Regions from separate parts of the Hordeum vulgare genome. Here region 2 is linked to region 1. A link is a contact called in public Hi-C data. All regions are on one chromosome and are shown on one strand. The core of a region is the stretch at or near the end of the contact, and the rest is flanking DNA. Distances in the headings are between cores, read along the strand shown. Region 1 holds the start of LOC123426216 (GDSL esterase/lipase At1g09390-like). Region 2 holds the start of LOC123426224.

What was found. Hi-C and Micro-C count contacts between places; a contact is called where the count stands out from the background.
Region 2: a Hi-C map of leaf shows a contact between it and region 1, with 10 times the contacts expected there. The contact joins the promoter of LOC123426224 here to the promoter of LOC123426216 in region 1. A contact is called at or near these places in 4 of 6 Hi-C or Micro-C datasets (leaf, seedling and an unstated tissue) and 1 of 1 datasets of contacts at active chromatin or transcription factors (embryo).

The regions. Positions count from the first base shown.
Region 1 is chr1H:99,432,967-99,438,201 of MorexV3_pseudomolecules_assembly, reverse strand. LOC123426216 (GDSL esterase/lipase At1g09390-like) reads left to right here and starts at 3,136. Exons shown (of 5, transcript XM_045110007.1): 1 at 3,136-3,755. The coding sequence starts at 3,305.
Region 2 is chr1H:99,689,141-99,694,375 of MorexV3_pseudomolecules_assembly, reverse strand. It overlaps LOC123426224, which reads left to right and starts at 2,117. Exons shown (of 7, transcript XM_045110015.1): 1 at 2,117-2,260; 2 at 3,699-3,836; 3 at 3,932-4,005; 4 at 4,098-4,574; 5 at 4,983-5,235. The coding sequence starts at 3,743.

The DNA of each region.
Region 1 (5,235 bases), core at 1,887-4,386:
GGATCATAACACATAGTAGGTAACTACAACTTGCAAGATCGGAACTAAAACACACATATATTGGTGACAACATAATAATTTCAGATCTAAAATCATGGCACTCGGGCCCTAGTGACAAGCATTAAGCATGGCAAAGTAGTAGCAACATCAGTCTCAGAACATAGTGGATACTAGGGATCAATCCCCGTTAAAACTAACTCGATTACATGATAGATCTCATCCTACTCATCACCGCCCAGCGAGCCTACGAATAGATTACTCACGAATGATGAAGAGCTTCATGTAATTTGAGAGGGAAGAAGGTTGATGATGACGATGGCGACGATCTCCTTGATCCGGAGCCCAAAACGGACTCCAAATCTGCCCTCCAGGGCAAGAACGGGATGTGGCGGCGCCTCTGGATCGTGAAACGTGATGAAATCTGCTCTCTTGATTTTTTTTCGGGACGAAAAGGAATAAATAGCGCTGGAATTGGGGGCGGCAGATCCACGTGGGCCCCACAGCCCTGGTGGCCACGGCCAGGGGGGAGGTCGCGGCCACAGGGCTTGTGGCCCACTGGCCCGTCCCCTCCGGTGGATCTTTGCGCAGGTATTTTTCATATTTTCCAAAAATATTCTTCGTAAATTTTCAGGACGTTCCGAGAACTTTCATTTCTGCACAAAAACAACACCATGGTAATTGTGCTAAAAACAACGTCAGTCCGGGTTAGTTCCATTCAAATCATGCAAATTAGAGTCCAAAACAAGGGCAAAAGAGTTTGGAAAAGTAGATGCGATGGAGATGTATCTAGCCTCAAGTGAGGAATATGAGAGACATGAGGACTCTCACAGTTGAGGGTCCCGACCGTTACCGCAAGTCGCGCCACATGAGTGATCTTATCCACACCAACGGTCATATTATTTAAGGGCATTAATGTCAAATCATGTCGGGATGCTCCCAGGCTATAAATAGCCGCCCCCACAACCATTAGGTGGTTGGCTGCTCCGTTGGAAACTGACACTTGTCATAAGAGCAACCCAAATTCCTCAAAGTCTTCGAGAGTAATTCATCAGTGAGGAAATACCCCAAACACCAAACCACAAACCGAAAACCAAGTGATTGAGCATCACTGAAGAAGTTGTTCTTGTGTGGGACTGAAGCATTTTACCTTTGAGGACTGTGCATCCTCCAGAAGGTTAGGCGTCATGGTCTAGATCAATCCAGCAGTCAATTGTGGATCACCAGGTGATCAAGTTTGTGAGGGTTTGGAAGTCTGCCCTGAAGACTTACCACGAGTGTTGGGCAAGGACTGTGTGTTCTTAGCTCAAGGAGAATACGGTAGGGACTGTGTGTATTTTGATTTCAATACCAAGCCGCTCGAAACCAGATGTACAACTGTCACAGCAGTTGGAACTAGGTCATCAACCACTGTCTTCACTGTGAAACGGGTTCTATTTCTTCAACTCTTTCAATTCCTCACATTGTATGTTGAAGACTTTCATTGCCACTGTTTGAAGAATTTGTTGAAGACTTTCTCTGAAATTCCTCAACCCAAAATTCTTCACCCGCTGTCTCTGTGCCTGCATACTGTGCAAACTGATATTCATATTCTTTACCTTGAAAAACTGTTGTAGTGATACTTTGCACTCCTGATCCTTTGCTGTTTCCGCTGCAAGTTAGTCATCAGTGAGGAATTTCCTCAATGATGAAATTATAAAAATCTCCTATTCACCCCCCCCCCTCTAGTCGATATAACGCACTTTCATATACTTTATTCTTTCTCTTTAGGGAATCCCAATAACTCCTACGAAAGTAAGCAGTACACCTCACCCTGTCATGGTTCGAGCCTTTACGTGGCCACCGTCGTCGGGCTCCCACTCCTCCACCCGCCAACGACCGGTGTGGAGGGACGATGGCGACGACAATGACCCTATCTGTATCTCAAATTTGTTTTGAGGAACCAAATGTCTACTTCTTGTAAACTTGAGGGATCAAAAACATATTTATCTCTAGTGATAATATCATGTTAATAGAATACTTTTGACACGAAAGTATAACAATATTAACCCCATGTCTAAAACTAATAATAGCGGCTCAAAGGCAGATAGTTTTGCGGGTTTTCTCAGCTTGCACTTCTCCCAGCTGATCTAAATTGGAAGTCACAAAAACAAAAGGGAAACGTTTCTACCCGGCGTGCCGGCCGAACCATTAGGTCGGACGCACGCGGGCCGCGGGATCCTTTCCCATCGCACGCCTCTGGGCAGATCCACGGTGTTCCTTCAAGCCGGCGTGCCTTCCCTGTCGGATTCCGTCCGCCGGCTGTCATGGAGTCACTGGCCTTTCCTTCCCGTCGGCATGGGGGCTATCCCTTTTCATGTTTCTCCTCCGGCGAACAGGACGGCGCCTCCCGCGCCACCTTCTCAACAAATCCCCGCTCCGCCGCATCGGATGCCACCAGTGTTGGAGACGAAAAGCTATGGCAGAGACGACGATGTTGCAACCGGCGACGAGTCGAAAGTTTCAACCAGAGACGACGGGAATCGAGGTCCACCCACCACGCAACCGCGGAAGCTGCAACCGGTGATGAAAAAAAGCTTCAATCGGCTAGAAAAAAGCTTCAACCGGCGATATAAAAAGCTTCAATCCTCGACACAGAAACACAAAAAGCTGCAACCGTTGACACAAAAGATTCAATCATATATTTGAAAAACTTCAACCACAGACCGACGAAAAAAAGCATGTCGTTTTTGCTACAACCAGCAACGAAAATAGCTTCAACCGTTGTGAAAAAGCTTCAAGCGACATGGAAAAAGTTTCAACCACAATGAAAAAAGCTTCAACCGGAGTTCCGGAGGGACAAGCATGTGCACGCACGAGCGTCAACGGCGACGAGCGACGAGCGACGGGGGGAGAGGGCATGAGGGTGATGCGACGAGCGATGATGACAAGGGAGAGGATGGGATACTCGTGCGGCAGGAGGTCGGAGGCGCGCAGGACAGTGCGCTGATGCTGATCGAACGGCTATTAGAACTCAGATCAAACGGCTGCTGACCGACTGGCCGAAGCGTAAGAGCGGTGCCCAAAACAAAAGGTAAACAGGGTCACACACCAACCCTCCACATGTTTTGTGCAACGTGGTTTCTTTATGCCCAGCTTTCTCTTCGTTTGAAGCATTGTGCATTCGGGAGCTAAATAACAGTGTATATAAACAACACAGAGACACGGACTGAGAGACAGACAGACAAGAGTCGCGGATCAGAGAGCGCGGAGGGAGAAGACCGACAGCGGCAGTGGTTACTGGTTAGCTAGCTCGGGAAGGCCAGCCATGGCGAGCGGGCCGAACGGGGGAGGCAATGGAGGAGGAGGCGGCAGCGGCGGCGGGCTGATGAAGAACATGAGCCTGCTGCGGCTGCAGTACTACTGCGTGCTGGGGGCGGTGGCCGGGGCCGTCCTGTTCGCCACGGTCCGCTACATGCCGGCCGCCGGCAGCGGCGCGGCCCTCTCGACCACCTCCGCCCTCGCCACCGCGGCGGCGCCCGCCGGGGCCGGCGAGCACCGGAAGAGCAAGGGGATGGCGCAGGCGCCCACGAAGGCGGCGGCGAAGGTGGCGACGAAGCCGAAGGAGGTGGTGGTGTTCAACTTCGGCGACTCCAACTCGGACACGGGTGGGGTGGCGGCGATAATGGGGATCCGCATCGCGCCGCCGGAGGGGCGCGCCTTCTTCCACCACCCCACCGGCAGGCTCTCCGACGGCCGCGTCGTCCTCGACTTCATCTGTGAGTGCCTCCCCGTTCCCCTCCCCCTCCCTCTCCTTCCGCCATTAGTTAATTATATTAACCAGAGTGAAGCAGTAGGAATCAATTAGAGTAATCAAGTGTCGTTACTCCATCGAATGTCTTGTCGGAGTGCGTAATTTAGCCCTTGTCGGAGTAGCTGCGTTGGGAATCGATTGCGGGGAGGTGGAGAGCGCATTTCTCCATCTGTTCCCTTTGTTTAATGTTTTGCTGAGAGCTGTTGGAGCTGCGATGGTAATAAGCTGAAAAGGAGAAACATGAACCCAATCCAATGTTGTGTACATACTGTCGGAGTAGTAGTACAGCACAACAGTCCGTGCCAAAGTTTAGCCGGCCAAACCGTGACCTGCATCGATCCAGCTAGCACGCCACCGAATTTCTTCGACCCAAAGGGTCACCGAATCAACTCGGTCTGGCGGATTCCGATGGTTTTTGACACAATCGACTTGACGCCAAAACCACGGCGAGAAGACGCGTCTCTCCGCCGGACGCTCTTGTCCCGTTTCCATGAAAAGGCCGGTGTCATGGGCCATGGCCATCGCGGGGAGGTAGATCCAGCCCCGAATTGATCGCCGGCCAACGCGTGACGGCAGTCGACGCCAAACTCCGCACGCCTGTCCGTTCGCTCTTTTCGCTTGAAGCTTCGTGGCCACATATGATATATGATGCGCACTGACCGACGTCTGGCCGGAACGAAATAAAAGCGAGCCGCTTTGTGTGGGAAAATACGGGATCTCATGCCAGGTTTTGAAGCATCCTCGTGCGGCCTTTCGCTGTCAAATGCCAATCCAACAACCCCGCACTGATGTAGTACTATGTAAATCAACTACTCCACTCTCTAGGAAAGAAATGAAAATAAACAAGATTGTAGGAGGAGTGGATCAGTTAAGCGGAAGGGTGGCACGCGTATCCATCCGTCCAGCCAGCCAACCAGTGGTTGGCGAGGGCGCCGCGCTGGCCGCTGCATCCGATCGCACGACGCCGACAGCTCGTCTGCCTGGCCCAGCCCAGCCCGGCCATCTTCGTCGCGTCACGCACACGCGCGCACCTGAGCTTAATTATCGTAGGCCCTAAGCATCATCATGCCGCACTTGACGCCAGGGAATGAGTGAGTGACCACAGTAGTACGTTTGCAGATAGAGCCTATCCAGAGCAAGAATCGTGTTGCCGATTATGGATTGACGCGTCGACGAGGGCGAGGGCGAGGGCGAGTCCGATTTCGGCAAACGGCGATCTCTCGTCGTAGCTCGTAGATGACGTGACATAGCTGGAACCTTGACGACGAGGTGGCTGAAGTGCACTCGAGCGAGAGGTGGGTGGCACGTAGCGTAGCGACTTGGTTGGGAGCGCCTGGCGTGCAAAGGGAGGGAGGGAGGAGCGACGTAGGGCTGCAGGAGCAACTCTTCACCCACTCCTGACTGACTCCTCTTTTGTTTATTTTACAACACCCAAAAAGTCACAT
Region 2 (5,235 bases), core at 868-3,367, 260 kb before region 1:
TAGGTCATGTTCCATAAAAGAATTGTATCATTGGCATTAGCAAAATGGAGAGGCCACCATCCACGAGGTGTGGCACTACTCCTGCAATCTGACCGTCCTACTTAGCACGCTCAATCAAAAGCGCCAGAATATCATCAACAATGTTAAATAACATCGGAGACATGGGGTCACCCTGACATAATCCCTTTTCATTTAAAAGTAATGGCCTAACCGCACTACCTCGAGTAACGAAACTTTGGATCCAGTCACGCCATTTATCGGAGAATCCTTTCATTCTTAGGGCCTATTGAAGGAAGCACCATTTGACCTTATCATATGACTTTTCTAAATCAATCTTGAGAACTACTCTACTCATGTTTTTTCGGTGCATCTTGTGAACGGTCTCATGTAGGATCACTACTCCATCGAGTATGTTTCTTCCTTGCATGAAAACAGTTTGAGATGGTCGGACGACATGGTCTGCAACCGTGTTGAGTCGATTAGTGGTCACTTTGGTGAAAATCTTGAAGCTCAGATTAAGGAGACATATGGGTCAAAATTGCTAAATCTGCTGTGCCTCCTTAATTTTCAGCAACAATACAATCTCATCAAAATTAAGCCTAAATACCTCAAGTTGACCGACATGAAGACAATTGAACAACTCCAAAAGGCCAGTCTTGATGACTTCCTAGAAATTTTCATAGAATTTTGCGGGGAAGCCATCGGGGCATGGAGCTTTCTTATGTTCCATTTGGAACACCACAACTTTCACCTCCTCCTCTGAGAATGATGTCGTGAGGACATTCTTTTCTTCTGCTGAGACTTCTGGAATGTCATCTGTTCGGGTCTCATCGAGGGTAAAACTCCCTTCATCTGGTGGCCCGAACAGAGACTTGTAGTATTTAGTGATATAACTTTTGAGCTTCGCATGTCCTTCGATCCGCCCCTCGTCTTGTTGAAGAGAGAAAATACACTTCTTCCTATGTCGCACATTGACAACCAATTGAAAGTATCATGTATTACTATCTCCCTTCAAAATGAAGTCGACTTTGGATCGTTGGTAATATTTGGTTTGCTCTTCTCGCAAAAGGCGTGCAATCTTCTCATTGGATTACCTTTTTAGTTCAATATCTTGTTGCGACAAGATGTGAGTCTCTGCGATTTTATCGAGGTCATGAATAATAGTGGAGAGACGTTGTTTTTCCTTTTTGTACAAACCATTGGTGTGTTTTGCCCATCCAGAAATATAGTGCCTTGTGGCCCTAATTTCAAAGTTCCATCTCTGAATAGGCGTACGACCAACGATGGGCCTCTTTCATACATTATTGATTATATCTTCAAAGCCATCTTTGTGCAACCATCCCAATTCAAACTTGAAAGGACGGTGCATAGATGTGTTGGTAGAATTAGTATTGAGAATGATGGACGCATGATTTGATAATGCCTCGATATGTTCTAGGACCCGTACAGTTACCAGAGGATATTTTAACTTACATTCGGTATCCATGAATACCCTATCGAGTTTCTCGTATGCCGGCATAGATCGGTTATTAGCCCAAGTAAACTATCGCCCCAACATACAAGTTTCTCGAAGATTCAAACTGTCAACCACATCATTAAATAGGAATGGCAAATGAGTATCAAAGCGGTCATATATGTCCGATATACTAAAGATTCAAACTATCACCCCGATATACAAACTTACCGAAGATTCAAACTGTCAATCACAGAATGGCCAATGAGTATGAAAACAGTCATACTAAAGATTTCACCAATATATGTCCGATATACTATGTCTTTTGTTTTTGTTCCTTGATGTGTGTGTTTTAAATGAACCGAATCACACGTGTCACCGGACCAGGACATCCACAGACCACAACCAACGCTTCACATCGCGAGTTCGCCACCACCATCTGGGTCCCCGAGGACGCACGCGCCCACATGTCAGTAAGAGGGACCAAAACGGAGAACTCCGTTCTCTCCGTCGGAAACAGAATGGCCGCCGTCAGTCCCTCTACAGCCACGTGACCACGTCCCTCTCTCCCGCTACGAGCGCGGTCCCACGCTGGGGCCCCACATGCCAGTGACAGCGAAACAAGCCAGATAGCGCCTGCCAGCGTACTTGCACCGCACCGGACTGGCCTCTTCCCCTCCCACGCTTCCTTTTCCCGCTTTTCGCTTCAGCTCCTCCTCGCCGCCCCACGCCTCCGTCCCGCCCGCTAGGGTTTCCGCCTCGGCTGCCGACGACGACGACCGGCGGGTGCACGCTGCCTCAGTGCCGGTGAGCTCTCTCGTAGAACCCGTACCGCGTGCTGCTCGCTCGCGGGGGCTGGGCGTGTCCGCTTCCGCTTCGGGGGTACGGTGTACGTACGGTGCGGCCAGGGTTTTGTTCCGCGGTGGCGTGCTCCGATCATGTGCGACGGTGCTCGGTGCCGGCCAGCGCGCTCGCCTTGCCCGACTCGAACCCCTTGTCACCTCTGTTTTGCCGTACGGTTCTCTGCTCGCTAGCTGGAGGCAGGGTTTTTTGGGGTTTCTGCATTCGGCGGTGTAGGGAGGGTTTGGTTTCGCGGTGGTGCGGTCGGATCGTGTGCCCCGGGGTTGCGGAGTTTCCGCGGATCGGTGTCGAACGATCTAGGGTTTCGTGCTTTGCTTGGGTGACCGTAGCGTAGCCTGGGCCCGTTTTGCTGGTTCGGATTGCCCGTTGGGGTGAAATGGAGGTGCATTTGTGATCAAGGGACTCCTTTTGCCGCTCCTGTGGCATTGTTTTATTGGGCTTATGAGGGATAGGCAAATTGGGCTGTCAATTTTGCAGTAACAAATTCATGGCTGAATGTTTGGTGTGTTGTGCTGTGCTAGTTGGCTGGTTCGAGGCATGTGTTCATTCTTGGGGTTTGTAGGAATATAGAAGAAATGTGGTTGCGAAGACTGAAGAGTTTAGGTTGATAGCCTGTGGTTTAGCTAGCCACGGATTGGCGAGTTACACATGTTCGAATTGCCCTGGATTGGCTGTTACAATTATTGCAATTTTCTGTGTGGTTGCATGGCTAACTAAATGGGCTTGTTGCAAATACCACGATCTTGTATTTCTGTCATCGCACTGTTTGGGGCTGTTTTGGGATGTGATTTTGCCCTATGTTTGTTCGGGGTATAGCCTTCCACTTGTTTCCCAATGGTTATGAAATGATGCAGCATTAGCTGGTTTCGGAGTAAGTTCTGTTTTACCTTTAACGGATGGATCGGAATTTTTAACTGTGGTTGTTAGGGATAGGCAAATGGGGCTGTCAATTTTGCAATTGCAAATTCATAGCTGAATGTTTGGTGTCCTTTGCTGGTTGGCTGGTTCGATGCATGTGTTTGTTCCACGGTTTTGTGTAGTTACATGGCTAACTAAATGGGTTTGCTGCAAATACCATGATCTTGTAATTCTGCTATCGTGCTGTTTGGGGGTTGTGCCCTGTGCTTGTTCGGGCATAGCTTTTCACTTGTTTCCCAATGGTTTTGAAATGATGCAGAATTAACAGGTTTTGGAGTTAATGAACTAAGTTCTGTTTTACTTTTAACTGATGGATCATAAGTACTGTTTCAAAGGTCAATTTTTATTACCAAGCGATGCTAATAGATGATTCGGAATGTTGGAACTGTTGGTTGCATGGGTGGCCTTGTGTGTTCAGAAGCCATTTTGCTAATAATGGTGATGAACTGATCGTGAGATGTTTCAGTTGTAGATCGCACCATTGCCCGTCTTTCAGAGTGGCTGCATTCCATGGATTTTGAGGCAAACTCTGAGCTCATATTTGGAGAGGAATTCTGCTTTCCTGCCAACGCAACTTACTATCCGACTCCATATGGTCCAACTGGTAATATTTCATGACTTCTCGATATGTCTTGCTGGTGGTGGAGTTGCATGGTTAACGACTTAATGTGTCACCTGACTTTATTCTCTTGGTTGCAGGAATTAATCTGCCTGCTGAGTTGTATGAGCACCAGGCAATTTGGAGATGTGGTGATCAAGATCTACACTACTTGGTTAGTACTGCAGAAGTGCAGAATGCTAGTTTCTTTCCTGATTCAATTGTTCTCCAGTGTGTTTGATTAGATATGTACTTGTCCCTCGACAGGACCAACAGGCTGAAGGCACATCATACTCGTATTATGTTGTCCCCGACTATGGGATTGCACATTCTCCCCGTGGCCCTTCCCCTTCAGAACATTGTGCTATAGCTGATGGCAGATTTTCTAGGTCCCAAGAGTATCTTGCTAAGACTGCTGACATCGCACGCAACCAACCATTCCCTATACCCCACTATGATGTTCTTCCATCTGCTGCACAGTGGGGGCCAGCTAGCACGTCTCAAGCTCTTAGGTGCAATGATAGTCTGTTCATCCCCATTGATCAAGGCCAAAGTTTCCCTGTTGCCCCAAAAAAGGGTATTACATGGAATCCATCTCTACAATCAACTAGCGTTTCTTCAAAGAAATTCGAAAACCATCCTATGCTATCAACGGTACAACTGCATAGTACAGATCCATGGAAGCAAAATCTAGCAGCTGGAAGTGAAACTATGGTACCTGCTAAACTTCGCCGTGCTCTACAGGTATGCCAAATGCCCTCACACTTGTAATTGTTGAGTTCTCCTTCTATTTCATGTTAGTGCTGAACTTAAATAGCCAGGTCCTGTTAATGCCCTCATGCCTGTCATTCCATCCGTTGTAGTAAGTACAACTGTACAAGGTAGCCTTCTTGGGCCCTTCTATAGAGTATAGAAACATTTATAAGAGGGGGTTAGATGATATATTTGTAGTCACAAGTCAAATGTTGATAACTATTACATTTATGACAGTATATTCAGAAGATATGCACTTACTACTGGATGCATGTATTCGTACTGATGCCCCGGTCAGACACTCTGATGCCATGACCATATTTTCCAAACCTCTATTTTCATGCAAAAAAGCCATCTTATAATCTTCCATGCATTGATGACAAACCTCCTTATGATTAGGCACCACAACACTCTCTACATGGGGGAGTTCCTCTTGTCAAGTCCTCGCTGCAGACTAATCCATCATACAACTATAATGCTTCACATGTTGGATCGGACCTCCGTAAGATGGCCATAGCTCAGAAATTCCAACCAAGCTCAAAGCCACGAAGCCATGTAAATGGTTTAACTGGAAAGTTGAGTTCAGTGTGTTGGCCGATCTTAAGTAAAGAAAAAAAGCCAAGAGGTTCGACATCGTCAGAAATAGTGGCAA